Regions from separate parts of the Triticum aestivum genome. Here region 2 is linked to region 1. Evidence: chromatin contacts called from public Hi-C data. All regions are on one chromosome and are shown on one strand. Each heading gives the region's core, a stretch centred on a gene start, on an enhancer-like site or on the middle of the called end of the contact. The rest is flanking DNA. Distances are from core to core; before and after follow the strand shown.

Region 1 (5,972 bases), core at 1,184-3,683:
CACGGTGGAACTCGCTCCCGGCCGCCACCTTTTATGCTGTTGGGTGCTACCCAAAGTTGGCGATGTGGTACTAAACATGTATTACGTAATCGATCACAGCCTTGCAGTAACACGGCGAAACGGAGTAAAGAGGCACAATCACGAAACGGAGTAGTATGTTCCAGATAGAGCGGCATCGCCGTCGCGTGCAGCTGCCAAACGGCGAACATGCGCTCGTCGTACCTCGCTCGATTCGAGCTGCCGCGAGTTGCCACGACGGTGTTGGGGAAGTGGGCCGGGCTGCTTGTGGACGAGGAGTCGGCGGCGTTAGGCCGTACAGGATAACAAATTAGGCCTTAGAGGCCTAGCCTGGGCTAGAGCCCGCAGAGGCTTATGTTTTCTCTCAACCAAAGAAAAAAGAACCAAGACCTATTTATTCCCCCTGGGCTTGTCTCCAAAAAAATAAAAAGAATCCCCCATGGTCAAGACTCAGGAAAAGCACACTGGTGAAAGAAGAAAAGAAAAAGAAAAAAAGGATGCCTTTCCAAAACACGTACGACAAAGAACAAGACGATGGGGATCAACTACACGTTGGCGGCAAACGTACAAGCACGCCAAATAATTAAGTAACAGTCTAAGAGCCATCGTCGCGTAGTCGGGCCAGTGGTCACGCCGCCATTTTCGTACTCCAAGTGGCCAAGTGTGAAACTTCCAAGTGGCACTATGCACAAAAAACAAGTTGCTTTTGTTTTTCTATATAAGCTCCCCTGGTAACGAGAGAGCCGGCTGTCGCGCGCCGTGAAGACCGCACCAAATAAATGCTTGACGAAATGACGAGCCAAATCCGTGGTCTAGCTACATCAACGCGGCACATCAACGTGTTGAAACACATGCTGACATGCCAAATACAACATGTGGCTCATCACAAAATAAATAATAATGATAATAATAATAATAATAATAATAATAATAATAATAATAATAATAATAATAATAATAATAATAATAATAATATGGTGTCAGTCTCTTGTGTTATGTTCTTCAATCCACACTGTATCCGATAATTATAACATGGACAAAAGCAGAAAACAGAGTACCGCTTTTTTTTCTTGAGGGGTGAAAACACAGTACCACTGATACATGCTAAACATGACAACAAAGGGGATTCATTGCCAACTCTGCAGCGAGCCTTCATTCATTTGGTATATTTTTCCTCAATCAGAGTGGAAAATCATTAACCACATGCACGGTGATCAATGATAGAGTGCAACATCTACGATACGCTGCAGCAAACATCAGCACATCATTGTCATCCAAAAGCTAAACTAAACTTGTACCCCAAAAGCAATGTGATTCTTACATAACACCAATCATATATATATTCAACATATATTCAACTGAAGTACTAAAACTATAACTGATACTGTACATGGTTCGGTTCCAAAGGACCATTTCCACACAGCACAAGCGTTCCCACAACCACAAGCTGACAAGCATCAGAGACTATTGTCATGAAGATTAGTACGGAGCAGAATATGTTTAGTCACAACCTTGCTTGTTATGCTAGAACTAGTCTTCACACAGCGTGTTGAATTGGTAGTAGTCCTGTAGATGTCCCTCACAACTAAGGGCTTGTTGTAAACTCTGTTTCCTGATACATATATATGTATCAGCCCTTTGTTCCGCAAAAAAAAAAAGCATCAGAGACAAGTGATGAACGAGCTTGCCACTGCCAGAGCTCACACGCTACGATGTTTACTTCGAACCGCCTCCAAATTCAGATGAAAACCAGTCCATATGGTCCACAATAGTGCGAAAGTGGAGCCAGGACAATGGTAACTAACAGCAAATGTATCCATCAGACGAAGTTAATGCCTGGGTCAAGAGGATGAAACAAAGAACAGATTACCCAGCAGGTCAATCATCCACCCCGTGCCCATTAAGCAACAAAATTGCACTTCTTTCCCTCCACTTGTGTTTGTCCGCACACTGACGGAGACGCCGATGATCGCTCTCAAGCGCAAGCACCTTCTAGAAATAATTACCTCCGTACTATCTGTTCCCAAAAGGCAAATGATGCGCCGAGAAGTAATAGTTTAGTTCAGTGCTAGTGGGAAACAGGTGAGATTTATTTAGTGAAGCCAGTTAGAGAGGTGATGTCAGGGCAACTAAACTAAGGCACGCTGTAAAATTTCATCGAGGATTGAGTCAAGGAGGACTAGAAAATCTACAATGAAGTCCTTTTGGTACGGAAGGTGTTCAGGAAGATTGGGCAATAGACTTGTCAGTAGATTACAGCATGCAACCGATGGTGAAACACTGAAACATCAGTGTGAACTAGGAAGCGGCCTGGTGGGCTGGGGGCAGTTGTGTAAAATCCAATCCTGTTGACTACCACTACAAGGGACAGAACAAATGGGAGCAAGATCTGCTTCTTTCTTTCCCATCAAGCTCTTTCATGGTTAGACCACCATTGATGCTTTATCTAGTCAGGGGACAACATAACCTCCGGTTCCAGTGCTAGTTTCACCAGAAAACCATGCAGACACTCCATTTTCCTAACAAGACATACAGCAAGATATTGCACATACCTTCCCTTGGCCTAGCTCTTGTGCTGCTGATATGCTTGGCCTCTCCTACCAGTTCCTGCACGGAGCAGGAGAAGGACTCCCTTCTCCAGTTTCTCGGCGGGCTCTCACAACACGGTGGCCTCGATGCGTCCTGGCAGCATGGCACGGCTTGCTGCCAGTGGGAAGGGATCACCTGCAGCACAGATGGGATTGTTACGGATATCTTGCTGGCTTCTAGGAGTCTTCAGGGGCACATCACACCTTCTCTTGGGAACCTCACTGGATTGCTGCGCCTCAACCTGTCAAACAATCTGCTATCTGGTGGTGTACCACAGGAACTGGTATCCTCCAGAAGCATCCTCATCGTAGACGTCAGCTTTAACCGTCTCAGAGGAGACCTACACGAGTTGTCATCTACCCATGCCCGGCCACTGAAGGTACTGAACATCTCAAGCAATTTGTTTACAGGACAGTTTCCGTCCTCAACATGGCAGGTGATGAAGAATCTGGTTGCACTCAATGCCAGCAACAACAGCTTTACTGGGCAGCTACCAACTCATTTTTGTGCCAGCTCGCCATCTTTGGCAGTGCTTGAACTCTGCTACAATCAATTCAGAGGGAGCATTCCCCCTGAATTTGGTAGCTGCTCCATGCTCAGAGTGCTCAAGGTTGGCCACAACCGCCTCAGTGGGACTCTCCCAGATGAACTTTTCAATGCTACCTTGTTAGAATATGTCTCCTTCCCCGGGAACGGTTTACAAGGAACACTTGAAGGCTCACATATTGGGAAACTCAGTAATCTGAGTACTCTTGATCTTGGAGAGAACAGCATCACTGGCAAGATTCCAGAATTTATAGGTCATCTAAAGAGATTAGAGGAACTCCGTTTAAACAACAACCTCATGTATGGGGAGCTGCCATCGACTCTGAACAACTGCACAAATCTCATAACCATTGACTTCAAGAACAACAATTTCAGTGGAGAACTCGCCAAGGTTAATTTCTCCAACCTACCCTATCTAAAAACTTTAGATCTTAGGAACAACAGCTTCAGAGGCAAAATTCCGGAAAGCATCTACTCCTGCAGCAATCTAACTGCACTTGGGCTATCTTTCAATAATTTCCATGGCCAGCTGTCAGAAAAAATAGGCAACCTGAAGTACCTCTCATTCCTATCACTTGTTAAAAACAATCTTACAAATATCACAAGTGCACTTCATCTACTTAGGAGCTCCAAGAATCTCACCACCCTTCTTATTGGGCTCAACTTCATGAAAGAGACCATGCCAGATGATGACAGAATTGCCGGTTTTGAGAATCTTCAAGTTCTAGCAATAGCAGGTTGCTCATTGTTGGGAAAAATACCCCATTGGCTATCAAAGCTAGAAAAGTTGGAGATATTATTTTTACAAGACAATCAGCTAACAGGGCAGATACCTGACTGGGTCAGTAGCCTAAAATTCCTCTTCTATCTAGACATATCAAATAACAGCATGATGGGGGAAATCCCAACAACCTTAATGCAGATACCAATGCTAAGATCAGATAATACTGCAACCCATTCGGACCTCAGATTCTTTGAGTTACCAATTTATCTAGCTCTGTCACTTCAATACCGCGTACCAATGGCTTTCCCTAAAGTACTGGATCTAAGTAGCAATAAATTTAGTGGTAAGATACCCTTGGAGATTGGTCAGTTGAGAGCCCTCTGTTCACTCAATTTCAGCTTCAATGACTTGACAGGACAAATCCCACAATCATTATCCAATCTCACAAGCCTGCAGGTATTAGACTTGTCGACCAACAACCTCACAGGTGGAATCCCAACTGCATTGAACAGCCTGCATTTCCTGTCAGCATTCAACATTTCTAACAATGACCTAGAAGGGCCTATTCCATCTGGAGGTCAGTTTAATACATTTCAGAACTCTAGTTTTGGTGGGAATCCAAAGTTGTGTGGCTCTATGCTAATTCACAAATGTGGTTCAGCTTCACCACCTCTGATCCACTCAAAACTACGACATAGGAAGGCCCTTTTTGCAATCACATTTGGAGTGTTCTTTGGAAGCATTGCTGTTCTCTTGTTGCTGGGGCGTCTCCTTGTCTCGATCAGAGTCAATGGTTTTACCACCAAAAATACAAGGGAGAAGAACAATGGAGATGCCGAATCAACTTCATTCAACTCCAGTTCAGAGCAAACATTGGTAGTGATGTCACGAGGCAAGGGAGAAGAAAGCAAGCTCAAATTCACTGACATTTTGAAAGCTACAAACAATTTTGACAAGGAGAACATCATTGGTTGTGGAGGTTATGGATTAGTATACAAGGCAGAGCTACCTGATGGCTCCAAGCTGGCAATCAAAAAGCTCAACAGTGAAATGTGTCTTATGGAAAGAGAGTTCAGTGCAGAGGTTGATGCTCTTTCCAATGCACAACATGAAAATATTGTGCCGCTGTGGGGTTACTGCATCCAGGGAAACTCAAAGCTCCTCATATATTCCTACATGGAAAACGGCAGCCTGGATGATTGGCTTCATAACAGGGATGACGAAGCTAGCTCATGGCTTGACTGGCCAACTCGGCTGAAGATCGCGCAAGGAGCAAGCCTTGGCCTTTCCCATATCCATGATGTCTGCAAGCCTCAGATTGTCCACCGTGACATCAAATGCAGTAATATCTTACTGGACAAAGAATTTAAAGCTTATGTTGCAGATTTTGGGCTAGCCAGATTGATCCTTCCCAACCAAACTCATGTTACGACTGAGCTGGTCGGTACTATGGGTTACATTCCCCCTGAGTATGGGCAAGCATGGGTTGCTACGTTGAGAGGTGATATGTACAGTTTTGGAGTAGTCATGCTTGAGCTGCTCACTGGAATACGACCTGTCTCAATCCTATCAACGTCAAAAGAACTTGTCCCATGGGTGCTGGAGATGAGGTCTGAGGGGAAGCAGGTTGAGGTCCTGGATCCAACACTTCGAGGCACAGGATGTGAAGATCAAATGTTAAAGGTGCTTGAAGCTGCTTCCAAATGTGTCGACCACAATCAATTCATGAGGCCAACCATCATGGAAGTTGTCTCCTGCCTGGCCAGTATAGATGCTGACCCGCAGATGCGAAAATCAGCCAAGATACAATAATGGATAATCTTGTATTTTCGTGCATGATATACATGTAACTTTCCTAGTTTCGTAGAACTACGAGTTTGTTTGTACTTTGTATAGAGCCTAACAGGTTGCCATTTTGAGCTTTCGTGGTTCTTTAAGGAAAGATAATTTATAAAATTCATCTTCCTTTAGATTTCTTTTGCAAGCCTTTAAATGGTCTCTATATATATGCTTTAAGTTTCACAAACATGAAACAAAGTATAAACATGTGAAATGACGATCTTGTGTTATCGGTGAAAGATTGAAAATGGAGTGC
Region 2 (5,972 bases), core at 2,065-4,564, 46 kb before region 1:
TGACCTTATGGTTTTGTGATGATTACATATTGTCTGTTCCTCTCCTTTTTTTACGCAGGAAAAGCACTGGCTTCTCAAGAGGGGTGTCCAAGTACAGAGGCGTCGCAGGGTAGAGCTGATCTTTCATTGCAAGATTTGTACTGAACATTTTTCAGATTCTTGCAAGAAAAACTCTGCGCGTATGTATGTGTCAGTGAAATTCAGAGATGTTGTTCGTCAAAAAATGAATTCAGAGATGTTTTTGCAGGCATCACCACAACGGCAAATGGGAGGCTAGGATTGGGCGTGTGTTTGGCAACAAGTATCTCTACCTAGGCACCTACGGTAAGTTACTGATCCATTCTTAAGAGCTAACGACGCGTTTGGTTCGACGGAAATGTCACGACTTCTGATTACAGCGCTTTCTGAAACAGAATCCGGCGTTTGGTAGGCCCACGATGTATTAGGTAGCGGTGTCTTCCGATACATGCGCTCGTGAAGCGGAAAACGGCGGGACTGAAGGTGATTAGAAAACCGGGAGCCGAACGCTCGAAACAAACATATCTCGTATTCGGTAAAAATAGTCTGAAGACGGAGCTTCCCGATACCCAAGTCGAATACGTTACCTGAGCGCAAACCAAACGCGTCGTAAACTTTTTATGGATGAGTGGAATATGATAGGAGCTGTTGAGTAAACTGACGTGTTGTTGAGGGATATATTCTCTTTACCTGAGTCAGCATGGGCAACCAAAAGTTACCTGCTTGTGTCGTTATTAGATTGGTTGTGGCATTTCTCTTCTGAGACACGAGGGAAGTACAGAATTGATGATGCTGCACTCATTCTATTTTTCTAGAACAAACACTTTACCTTTATTTTATTTTATTTTTCAAACAAGACCGGCTTATAAAAGTTTATCATTCTTTTTCTAATTTTTTTAGCAGAAGTAGTACAAAACACTGCAAACATAGTAAAATTACATCTAAGTGAACAACCACTACTGTTGCTAGAATGAACAATCGACGCGCCACTTCCCTACTGGGAGCTGGCCTGACCTTGTCGATCACAACCTGGAAAAAAGAATCATGCATTTTCCTCTAAGGACTAGCACCATCGAGCCGCTATCATCGTCGTTGAAACTTTGCATCAATCTAACCGGCACCAGATCTTGCGGTCCCCCACACACAACGAGCAATCCACACCTCGTTGCCCCAATGAGACGACAAGAATCTACGAGGGTGCTCCGACTCCATCCTGACTGACAAATTCGAGAAGGATCGGAGCCCGAAAGACCGAAGATGAAGTCACATTGTCCGTCCGAGCGTGGACCTTGCAAGTGCGGAAAAAACCTAACTATACTAGCCGGAGCTGAGGCATCAAGGCCGCCCCTCCCCTGCCATGGGCCTCCAGAATGGCACACATAGGGGAGGTGAATCGACGGACTGACCTGTGGAGCCTAGAGGGGATTGGTTCTTCACTGTAGCCGTTGCTTTCGCGATGGGGAAAGGAAAAGATTGGACAACGAGATCGCATCTGAGAACAAACACTTTACACTTGCTCTAGAACTTTGCTGGTTACAGTGGTAAATGGGCATCATTATGCACTAAAGCAATGAATGAAAAAAGAACAGATTTGTGTAGGAATTTCAGCGAGCTCGTTAGCAAACATTTTCTTCTCTGTGTTTAAACTAGGTGACTTTAAAACCATACCCAATTTCGAATCCCATCGTATGAACATGTTTAATTTTGGTAAAAAGAGAAAGACCACCATTCATTTAGGAAATACGAGTATGTAGGAGCAGTACCCACTCAGGTAGCAAGTTTTTCAATCGGGTAAGAGCATCTACAGCCAGCACCTCAAACCCTCTCATACACCCGAGCGGACGGCCTGATGTGGCCGGTCACAAAAAAGCGACCCAGACAGGCGCCTCAAACGGGTCTCAGACGCCTAGGCTGACCGGCACCCCACATATCCAGCCTAAATGTAGGGCGAATATGGGGCACTCGGGCGCGTCCGCCACGTCGGACCCAGCCCACGCTCGCCTACCCGACCCCATATATTCCTCCCCATCCAGTGCCCGGGCCAAACCCTAGTCACTTCACTCCACTCCCCTCCGCCACCCGAGCTTCCGTCTGGCGAACTCCGGCCTTCTCTGCCCTGGCGGGCAGCGGATCCGACGACGAGCAGTACAGATCCGTCGATTGGGGGTGTCGTCTTGTGCGGTTTGGAGAAGGCACTGGTCGTCTGCATTGCACTTCGCTACTCTTGGGAGGACATTGCCCGACCCACGGCAGGATGTATCCGTCGCGAGTTCATTGCGTCGACGCATCGGGCGCTCGGATCCTCTGGCGCTAGATCATCGCGGTCCTCTTGGGAGCCTTCCAATCTCCCTTTCCCCATCACCGACCAACCGGAGTATGAGTCCCGGGACGGTGTGCCCGTCGTGGGAAGAAGAGGAATGAGGGCGGCCGAGGCCCGTCTCGCTGGCGACATGGTGGCAGTGGAGGCGGCTGATGCGGTTGCACGGGCGGCCGCGGAGGAGGAAGCCATCAGCGCCCGCATTGTAAAGAAGCGGCGGCGGAGGAACACACGTGCCCTCGCCCGAGAGTAGAATCGGGCGGTCCGTGCCATGGCCAGACTGCCCCCCTCCCCCTCCCCCCCTCCCCCCCGAAGGAGGAGAAGAAGGACAACGACGGGTCGGATAGCTCCGGCAATGAGCAGATCTGGCTCAATCCGTACTAGGTCTTCGACCGCTACTTCTGTGAGAAGGACGGCAAGGGCGCCGGGAAGGGCAAGGGCAGCCGTGCATGACCTTGTCCGTGTAGGTTAAACATGCCAATTTTTGGTAGTCCGATCACATATCCTGATATAGTAGTTGGACAATGTGTGTAATGCATCGTTTACGTAGTTGCATGAGTTTGTATGAATTTGAGGTATATTAATTGAGGTGTCCGGTTGTGAGAAGAAAAATTTGAGGCGTGACCTGTCAATGTCCGTGGACACGACAGGGCCCGGGGCGTTTGAGGGACCAGAGTTGCTAAGTCCGGTTGTAGATGCCATAAGGCCAAATCCAAAATCTTTTGAGGATAAGATGTATCATAAGAAAAGAAACAGATGCCAGGTATGTCCTGAATGCCAAAGCAGATGGATTTGGCAAGAGCCGTAAGCGCCTTCCTGTGTTAACCACAAAAAAAATAGCAGCACCAAGTGACACGTCAGCACTTGCATCATACTACAACTAATAATAATCTTAAACCTTGATCTAACTACAGGACATCCATAAACCGCCATGACTTTTCTCGAAATGAAAAAAGCTTCCCACCCCACGGTCCCTCCTTGTGGGTGGAGCCATGGAGCAGAGGAGCTCGGGGCTCCTCAACCACGAGCTCCATCAGCACAGCTAAGCCTCGGAGGCGACAAGCAAAAACAAGTGACACGAGAGATTTGGCGCCATTCCAACAGGATGCGCTTGCCACGCCACACGCAGTCACGCACGCGCACGTCTGATCCACTGCCCAAAACGTTCCAACCAATCCCTCTCCATGCCTCCCTGCTGGGAACCTTGGTACTTGTCATTTGACCGGGCACTCGATCTATCGTGGCGTTTGGCAGTTACCGACGATTTCATAGGGATTTCTTTGCGTGAAACGATTTTTTTTTTGTTACCATGCAATACCACTGAGATATGCATTTTTTGTGTGTGGCAGTGACGCAGGAGGAGGCAGCCATGGCGTACGACATCGCCGCCATCGAGCACTGCGGCCTCAATGCTGTCACCAACTTCGACGTCAGTCGCTACATCAAGTGGCATCACTGTTGCCACGCTGACGACGCGGGCGGTCTCAACACCCCTCGTTGTGTCAATGATCGGTTGCAACCGCCCCAGGCGAGTCCAACGTCTCATGCGGCGTCGGCGCTCGGCCCGCTGCTGAAAGCGCCCAGGTTGAAGGAGATGATGGAGCGGGTGGCAGCCTCCCAGATCAGCACCAACTCGCTGTCTTCGTCGTCGTGTCCCCCCTTACCGCCACCACCGACGACACAGCGGCGGGAGACGAAGCCTAGAAATTCGTCAATGCGGTGTAGCTTCCCGGACGATGTGCAGACATATTTCGGGTGCGGCGATGAAGAGGGTATGAGCGGTTTGGCGGAGGTTGACACGTTCTTATTTGGGGACCTGGGCGTGTGCGCTGAGCTGGGCCTTTGATATGAACAATTCAGCTTTTCTCTCTCTTTGGAATGGACAATGTATTGTGTTTATAGCTTCGCAAAAGGATTTGCCTACTGCATAATGCAACATGCAGAATGTTAATTCCTGCGCAACCTCAGCGTGGCGTAAATAACCAGCATCATGATAAACTGGACGGTTGACAAGGTTGTGGGAGAAAAAACCAGACAAAAAAAAAAAGGCCGCCCCTGCAGGGACGACGGGCTTCCATGGGTTAGTCTGGATAATCCATCAAGTGATGGGCGGTGCTTTGAATCATATCATAGAGAGAGTAATTACCTTGTCGGGGTAGCTCAAGAGAATGATAGCCCAATAGGCTGTTGCTTTCTACCGTGCTTGCCGCACGGTGGATCTGGCTCCCGACCGCCGCGCTTTATGCTGTGGGGCGTTGGACAAAGTTGGCGATGTGGTACTAAACATGTACTCCGTACACAGCAGACATCGATCACAGCCTCACGGTAACACGGCGATCACTCAATTCCAGCGAGGGCGGCCAGCGGCGTCGCCATCGCGTGCCGGCTGCCGGAACCGAACGCCACGGCGGCACTGCCCTGCTCGCCCCCGCGCGCACCGGCCGCCGCCTGTGTGGAGTATCTTTGGGTTTTGTTGGAAGTGGGCCGGGCTGGTAATAAACGGCACCGGTGGACACGATGGTGCTACTAGGCCGTATGTGTTACCTAATTGCGCAATTGATCCATTTAGAAGAATGTTAGTATCCACAAAGGCTCGCCGGGAACCCCTAAAAAAAGGCTCACCGGGAAGCTTGGCTTGAGGAAACAGCAGATTCTTCAAATTCGGAGAGTGAGTTGAAGGCATGGACAAGTATGTGGAAGGCCAATGTCCCTTCTAAGGTTAAATTTTTCTTATGGAGGCTTGCCCAGCAATCTCTGCCCACGGCTGATCTTCTAACTCACAGAAACATGGCGACAATGTCTACATGTGGCCTTTGTGGAACGGACGATTCATGACAGCACTCACTCCTTCACTGTAATATGGTGAGATGCCTATGGGCGTTGGAACCCAGACCTTGCTGAAACTGTTGATAACATAAGGGAACCGGAAGCCAAAGGGTGGTTATTTACATTAATTGACAGCCTACAACATGATGATTTCGTCAAGGTCGTAGTGACATTGTGGGCTATCTGGTACTCCCTCCGTCCGAAAATACTTGTCATCAAAATGGACAAAAAAGGATGTATCTAGAATTAAAATACATCTAGATACATCCCTTTTTATTCATTTTGATGACAAGTATTTTCAGACGGAAGGAGTACGCCCGAAGAAAGGCGTTACATGAGCACAATTCAGACCCCTCACGCGACCCATCATTTTATCAGTAGCTATATTAGGGAGCTCGGTGAGATCAAACCACATGGGACACAAGTTCCAGCAGCGGCAAGGGCACCCCACCTGCGCAGCACACCACCGGCGGCAGGTTTTGCTAAGATCAAAGTAGACGGAGCTACTTTCAGGAATCCAAATGCAGGATCTTTCGGTGTTGTGTGGAGGGATGAAACATGGAAGTTCATGGGCGCATCGGCTATCAAATGCGTTGGCATAACTAACCCAGCAGCTTTAGAGGCGCTAGCCTACTGAGAAGCCATTTCATTGGCACAAGATCTCTTCCTCTCTCTCTCTCTCTCTCTCTCTCTCTCACATGTGTTAATAGCATCAGACTGCCAAGAGGTTGCTACAAATACGAGGCGTGTATGGCGGCATCGTCAAGGAGATCAAATCTACTTCAGCCCAGTCCACGTCTTGTACCTCCAT

The links. A called contact is a pair of places that touch in the nucleus more often than the background predicts.
Region 2: a Hi-C map of an unstated tissue shows a contact between it and region 1, with 5 times the contacts expected there. The contact joins the enhancer-like site here to the promoter of LOC123132302 in region 1. A contact is called at or near these places in 3 of 5 Hi-C or Micro-C datasets (leaf and an unstated tissue) and 1 of 1 datasets of contacts at active chromatin or transcription factors (leaf).

Annotation. Positions count from the first base shown.
Region 1 is chr6A:101,917,435-101,923,406 of IWGSC CS RefSeq v2.1, reverse strand. LOC123132302 (tyrosine-sulfated glycopeptide receptor 1) reads left to right here and starts at 2,433. Exons shown (of 1, transcript XM_044552094.1): 1 at 2,433-5,775. The coding sequence starts at 2,519. The coding sequence ends at 5,689. It overlaps LOC123132307 (a long non-coding RNA gene), which reads right to left. Exons shown (of 2, transcript XR_006464624.1): 2 at 956-1,262.
Region 2 is chr6A:101,964,638-101,970,609 of IWGSC CS RefSeq v2.1, reverse strand. It overlaps the pseudogene LOC123132308. Among protein-coding and RNA genes, the nearest start is that of LOC123132302, 47 kb to the right of the region's middle. Within about 2 kb of position 3,314, at least 1 of the 8 cell types and tissues checked has an H3K27ac peak or open chromatin away from gene starts, as enhancers often do.